Regions from separate parts of the Canis lupus genome. Here region 2 is linked to region 1. Evidence: chromatin contacts called from public Hi-C data. All regions are on one chromosome and are shown on one strand. The core of a region is the stretch at or near the end of the contact, and the rest is flanking DNA. Distances in the headings are between cores, read along the strand shown.

Region 1 (3,143 bases), core at 345-2,844:
AGCTGTTTCCCAGGGTTCTTTTACCACTACTTCTCCCATGGAAAATCACGAGCAGTGAGTGCTTCCTGGAACACTTTTCCGGCATCTTGGACTAGGGATTTTCCAAATTTACCACCAGGGGGCAGTTCCCCCCCATTTATATTCTGACAAACCTTAAAACTTATTTTCCCTCATCACACATGAGACAGGCTGACATTTTCCAAGCAGACTTTGCTAAAAACTTTCAAGGGTTGAAGAATAGAAATAAGAAAAATAAGAAACTCAGAAATAGCGATTCCCAAAGAAATAGCAAATCTGCCCAACTCTCCTGGGCCAATATGGAATACAAGTTCTCAGGCGTATTGCTTGCCCCTTCTCCCTCCTGTTTCTCACCCACTTGACTTTTCTGTCATTTTCACCCCACAAAAGCATCTATGGGCTTATCTTCTCACAACTGAGGATAAATCTCATAGACCCTTGTGTTTTCACAGCTCAAATTATTTTCTGATTTAAATGTCCCTGGTCTGCACTGTGACCTTTCCTCTCAGTCCTGGTTGGCAGTTCTGAGGTACTTCCGTGGTGATGGACAGATATGGCAGTTCTATGAACGTTCTAGTCATGACTAAATGTGCAGTAAATGGATCACCCTCAAGTCCCTTGCCAAGGCAGAGATTATTCATCAGCAAAGCATATTTTCTTTGTAGAACTCAGAACCAGTCTCATAGCCCTTCTTGACACTGGGCTCTGGGAAGGCATTATTACCAATGGGTTGCTGTCAATTTGAGTAGGAAAATTCTCTCATTTAAGTCTAGGATATAAAGTCCACCCACCTCTGGAACCTCCTGTGGTGACTCTCTCAGATGAATGTAATCTCCAGTAATCTCTACCCAACACATACACACAGGTTTTTTTTTTTTTTTTAAGATTTTATTTATTTATTCATGGTAGTCACACAGAGAGAGACAGAGAGGCAGAGACACAGGCAAAGGGAGAAGCAGGCTCCATGCACCGGGAGCCCGACGTGGGATTCGATCCCGGATCTCCAGGATTGCGCCCCGGGCCAAAGGCAGGTGCCAAACCGCTGCGCCACCCAGGGATCCCACACACAGGTTTTTAAAACTCTGTTTTAGGTCCACAATAATGAACGTGTCTATTATAAATAAGCCCGTCTGAGCCTAATCCATACCTTATCTATAGAGCACTGTGCAAACACCACACCTTACTAGAAGAAGAGGGTTGTTATATCCCAGCATGTGCCAGAGGCTCCAAACTTGGCCCATTCTGTTGTTTAACTTCTGAGTGGTATTGATATCATGTGCTTTTATGCCCCATTTTGATTAGCATGTCCTTGGAGTTAACTGCCTTTGTAGGAGCTGCTCAGGGAACAGCCTGTGTTCTTTGCCGAACTTCAGCAAGTGTCATAAAAAGGCCTAACCTGTTACGGTAGGCTTTGAAGCTAATTGCCATGTGACAGTTTTTTTTTTTTTTTCTTTTCTCATAATGCTGAAAGCTTATTTTAGCATTCATGAATAAGAGGAGCAGTACAGGGGCACCTGGGCGGCTCAGTCAGTTACGTGTCTGTCTTCAGCTGAGGTCATGTTCCCAGGGTCCTGGGACTGAGCTGCGCATCGGACCCCCTGATCTGAGGGGAGTCTGCTTGTCCCATTCCCCCTGCCACTCCCCCCAGCTCATACTCTGTCTCTGTCTCCTCTCTCCTGTGTCTCAAATGAATAAAATCTTAAAAAAACAAAAACAAAAACAAACAAACAAAAGGAACAGTACAGTGTAGTCACTAAGCTTGAACTCTGGGGTTAGATGGGGTTCCACTGTTGGCTGCACACTAAATTTCTTTAGAGCATTTGGTGAGTTACCACTTAACCCCTCCAAGCCTCCTGAACCATAAGGGAAATAACAATACCTATCGTGTTGTGATTCATTTATAAACTAAATGTTATTGTGCATCTGGTTTGTACCAAGTACCAGCAACAGGGAGTGGATGTAATGGAATGAGACCCGTAACTAACTCACCTATCACCAAAACGATATTATTGTCATTCCTCTTTTAAAGTCCTGAAGGCTGAAGCCCTCATGAAAGGTGGGGGCAAAAGGAGACCATGGCTCTTGAATTTGAAATGGATTGGACCTGCAGTTTAGGTGGTGGACCAGCAGAGTCAGTATTTAATTTTTAAAGTGTGGCCGCGGGGCGAACTTCCCCCAGTGGCCAGTGGGGTGTGCTGTGTGAACAGAGTAACTGCAGTACTGCCAACCGCTGGTTTCGGGAACAGGGTGATGCTTCCCCTAGGGAGAGTGGGGATCAAAAGGGTCAGTGGCAAGTTCAACTCTGAATCCTCTAGCTTCTGTTTCCTGTTGAATTTAACTCCAACCACAATGTAATGACAGCAGAATTGATTCACCTGTAGGAGACGTCCTCACTGACCAATAAGCTTTTGCAATGAAAGCCATGTGCTTGGGGAAGCATGAGGAGGAAGTGACACAGATGCATTGGGTAATTGTTAAGAAAGCACTAGGGGAATAGTGTAAACGAGAAGCTACCTGCTGGAGAGAGGCAATACCACTGCGGATAACCTGAAGACAAGGGAATCTTGGAAAGCATTAGCGCATCTGCCCCTGCCTACTGCTGGAAGTCACAGTCCGGCCTCGGCAGCCAAGTTCTAGTGACCACAAGGTGCACTCACTATGGGCAGCATCTATGACTTTTTTATATTGCTTTTGTTTGGTTTGTGATTTCGAACCTCACGTTCATTCTTTTTGGCCTTGCCTCTGGAACTCACCTTCAGAAATTGACCCAGTCCACCTGAGCAAATTTCAGATTCATCTTTGGGTTCTCAAAAGAGCTGGTTTTATTCCATTTTATTGCTAATTTAGCAATATTTTATTCCATTTAGCAATAATCACGCGTCGGATAAACCTCGCTGGCTACCATCCTGCCACTGCACAAAGCCAAAAGAACTGTTCTTATTCCAAATATGAATCCATGTTAGGATTCAAGGTAGTCAACGTATGTCCTATTTCATTTGTCTTATGAAAATATTTCAATTCAATGTCTTACGTCTCTGACCTTTTGATGAGAGAAATATCACATCTCGTTTGTTTACTGTTTATTCTGGATTATGGGTGAAGTCGAGGATTTTTCTTCTCTTTAT
Region 2 (3,051 bases), core at 302-2,801, 98 kb after region 1:
CCCCAGGGGAAATGTCCATGGGCTGGGATAAGGGCTGGGCAAAAGGAGGCAGTCACTTGTCAGGAGACAGAAAAACCTGAAAATTTTGATCCCAGACCCAGGATGCTTCTTGAATAGGATGTGACAAACCAGGAAAAAAAAAAAAAAAGTACACCAGACATCACCCACTTCACTCTGAATCACAAAGTTATCAGTTCACCCAACAACTATTTGAGACCCTGTCTGATCAGTCCTCTGCTGGATGAAATAGGAAACGCAGGCATCCATTGCCCACGTGCTCTTAGCTGGAAAGACAAGGCTATTTCAAGTAAATCAGTGATGAAACACACACACACACACACACACACACAGGGTTGAAAGTAACTGTGAACGCAACAGTTGCAAACAGTATAAGTTTTATGCAAACATAAAACCTAAAATACATAATGGCTAAGCTATATGGTTGAACTCTAAGTGCTATAAACACTGTAATTTAGAGAGATCACATAGGATAGAGGCTAAAAACATGAATATCAGAGTTATTTATTCACTAAAAAAATATTTCTTGAGTGCTCCCCAAATGCCAGGTATTGTTCTAGGTCCTAGAGATTTAGCTGTGCAGAACAGAGACAAGGCTCTTGTTCTCATGGAGCTTATGTTGCAGTGGTATGGTGTAGCAGAACAAGCAAATAGATAAACAAGAAATTATTTGAAATGATAAGCACTTAGAAGAACATGATGAGGAACACCTGGGTGGCTCAGCGGTTGAGCATCTGCCTTCGGCTCAGGTTGTGATCCCAGGATCCGGGATTGAGTCCCACATCGGGCTCCCTGCAGGGAGCCTGCTTCTCCCTCTGCCTGTGTCTCTGTCTCTCTCCCTCTCAGTCTGTGTCTCTCATGAATAAATAAATAAATATTTAAAAAAAAAAAAGAACATGATGAAGAAAAGCGGGGGGGGAGGGGCAGTTTTAGATAGGATGGACCAGGAAGGCTTCTAGAAGGTGATGTGTAATAAAAGGGAACAACCAGTTCGGCAAAAGTATAGGGAGGCTTTCCAGGCAAAAGCCAGTGCAAAAGCCTTGAAGTGAGACTGAGCTTGGCTTTGGGGTTTTTTTTATTTTGTGTCTTTGAGTAAAAATCCGATATGACTAGAATATAGAGAGTAAGAAGGAAAGTGGTACATGTTAAGGGTTGAGAGGGAGGCAGAGAGTGGCTATTATAGGATTGTGGAGTGTCTCTGATACACCAGTGTTCTCATCGGTACATTGTGCATAATAATTGTACCTCTGTACAATGAGGACTACGTAAGACACACGTAGTAGGGTGCCAGTAGTATTTACTGTTAAGTTAGGGTGGGTATAGCACAGGTACATGCTAAAAGGAAGCTACACCTTTTAGACAGGCTAAAAGGAAGCTAGACACCAGCAGTGAGTCCAGTGTCCAGAAGGGGGGCTAACAGAAGGCTAGAGTGGAATTTGCACAAGCCGGTAACTACAGATGGACAGAGAAGGGCAGGTAGACTTGAGGTGGAGGGGAGAGGAATGGGAGATGACATTCCAGGGAAGACTCATATTGTGGCCCAGTGCATGAAGCATGGAGATGAATATGGTGCATGTGTCCAGTGGTGAGGAGCCCGGCCTGATGGTGAGGCAAGATATGAGAGGGACAAGATCATAGGTGAGCCCTGTGTGTCATGTAGATGGGGGAGCACCCAGGCCACAGTAGGATGTTATGCACAGGAATTACATGATTTATGGCTGGTGTTGTAAGTTCCCCAGGCTACAAGGTTCGTGATGGGCTGGAAAGGGGGGTCCTGGCCACGTGGATGGCTTCTGGGAAAACTCTCGGATCAGGTGAGCATAACCAAACAGTGCATAAATCAGTCCTTTAGCTGTAAGACCTTCTCTTCAGATAGAAAAGGAATAATATGAATGACTTCCTTTAATGCCTTGGGCCACCTCCCCCTCCTTTGCTCTGGGATTTCTTTCTAAATCCCCTACTGGGAAAAGAATATCTCAGTCAAACATCTCCTCCGGCTCTCTCTTTTGGCGACAGTGGCTGATGGTTATAGTCTTTCCAAGAAGCCTGACTCCAAACTGTCTTTGGTGTACTCCCCTGCAAAGTGACAGCAGAGTCTATTTTTGAATTATGACCAGTTTGGAAGGTGTCTTCTGGCTGTAGCTGTGTTTATTTTCAGAAGAAGTAGGAGCTGGGCTTTGGGAGGGGGGAGGGAAGACTTGGCCATTTCCACCTTTCTGGGGAACAGGTCTGGAAAATTGCTTCTGTCTAAGGGTGTCTCCTTGGAATGTCTTGGTCACAAGCCTAGCTCTTTTTTCTTTGTCTGGTAAATATTTTTGGAAAGTATTTTCTTTCAGCACTCCCTTTCCCCCGCCCCCAGTAAAACCACTGAGTCAGATCCCTCCCAGGATGCTGTCTGAATTGAATTTCCAACTTAGATGCCACATCAGCCGTCTGCCTTTGGTGAACTTCTCCCAACAGAGTAAAGCAAAGCTGAAGGGGGCATTTTGTCAATGAAACTGGCCAGCTACTGTCTATGCCCCATGCCACAGGCCAAGAAGAGAAATGGAAAAATAGAATTGTGCAGTTACATAAGAAAAGTAGTGGTGGTGACCAACAAAAATAAATCCACGGTCCTATTGGATGGAAGGGTAGAGTTCCTTGAGATTACACTTGGAAGTACCTCCTGGTGGTCTGCGTGCAGAGGCAGTATTTCACCTCTAGAGGGCAGTCTCGCCCTCCTGAGGCAGCAGCCCTGAAGTTCACCAAAATGATTTCCATCCCCTACAATCCACTTCATTTTTAAAAAATTTCCTTGTTTTGAAAGGCTTTGCTGAATAAGCTTTGTTTACAAAAAAAAAATAGATTTCACAATACAATTGTGACTTTTGATCCTTATCCCATTTGATGGGTGTAAGATGATGGGCTTCTTGACTGATACATCCTAGTCCAAAAAAAAAAAAAAAGCGTGCTTTAGGGTTGACCCACACAGCTTGATAGAAGTGAATGTGGAGAATCAACTGTCTTTTTGAGATATTGATTAGATCTACTATA

The links. A called contact is a pair of places that touch in the nucleus more often than the background predicts.
Region 2: a Hi-C map of skin fibroblasts shows a contact between it and region 1, with 2.9 times the contacts expected there. The contact joins two enhancer-like sites. A contact is called at or near these places in 4 of 9 Hi-C or Micro-C datasets (amygdala, blood, liver and 1 more).

What each region holds. Positions count from the first base shown.
Region 1 is chr20:22,495,232-22,498,374 of UU_Cfam_GSD_1.0, forward strand. All of the region lies in intron 2 of FRMD4B (FERM domain-containing protein 4B), which reads left to right. Among named protein-coding and RNA genes, the nearest start is that of FRMD4B, 110 kb to the left of the region's middle. Within about 2 kb of position 1,595, at least 4 of the 20 cell types and tissues checked have an H3K27ac peak or open chromatin away from gene starts, as enhancers often do.
Region 2 is chr20:22,592,865-22,595,915 of UU_Cfam_GSD_1.0, forward strand. All of the region lies in intron 4 of FRMD4B (FERM domain-containing protein 4B), which reads left to right. Among named protein-coding and RNA genes, the nearest start is that of LMOD3, 150 kb to the right of the region's middle. Within about 2 kb of position 1,552, at least 4 of the 20 cell types and tissues checked have an H3K27ac peak or open chromatin away from gene starts, as enhancers often do.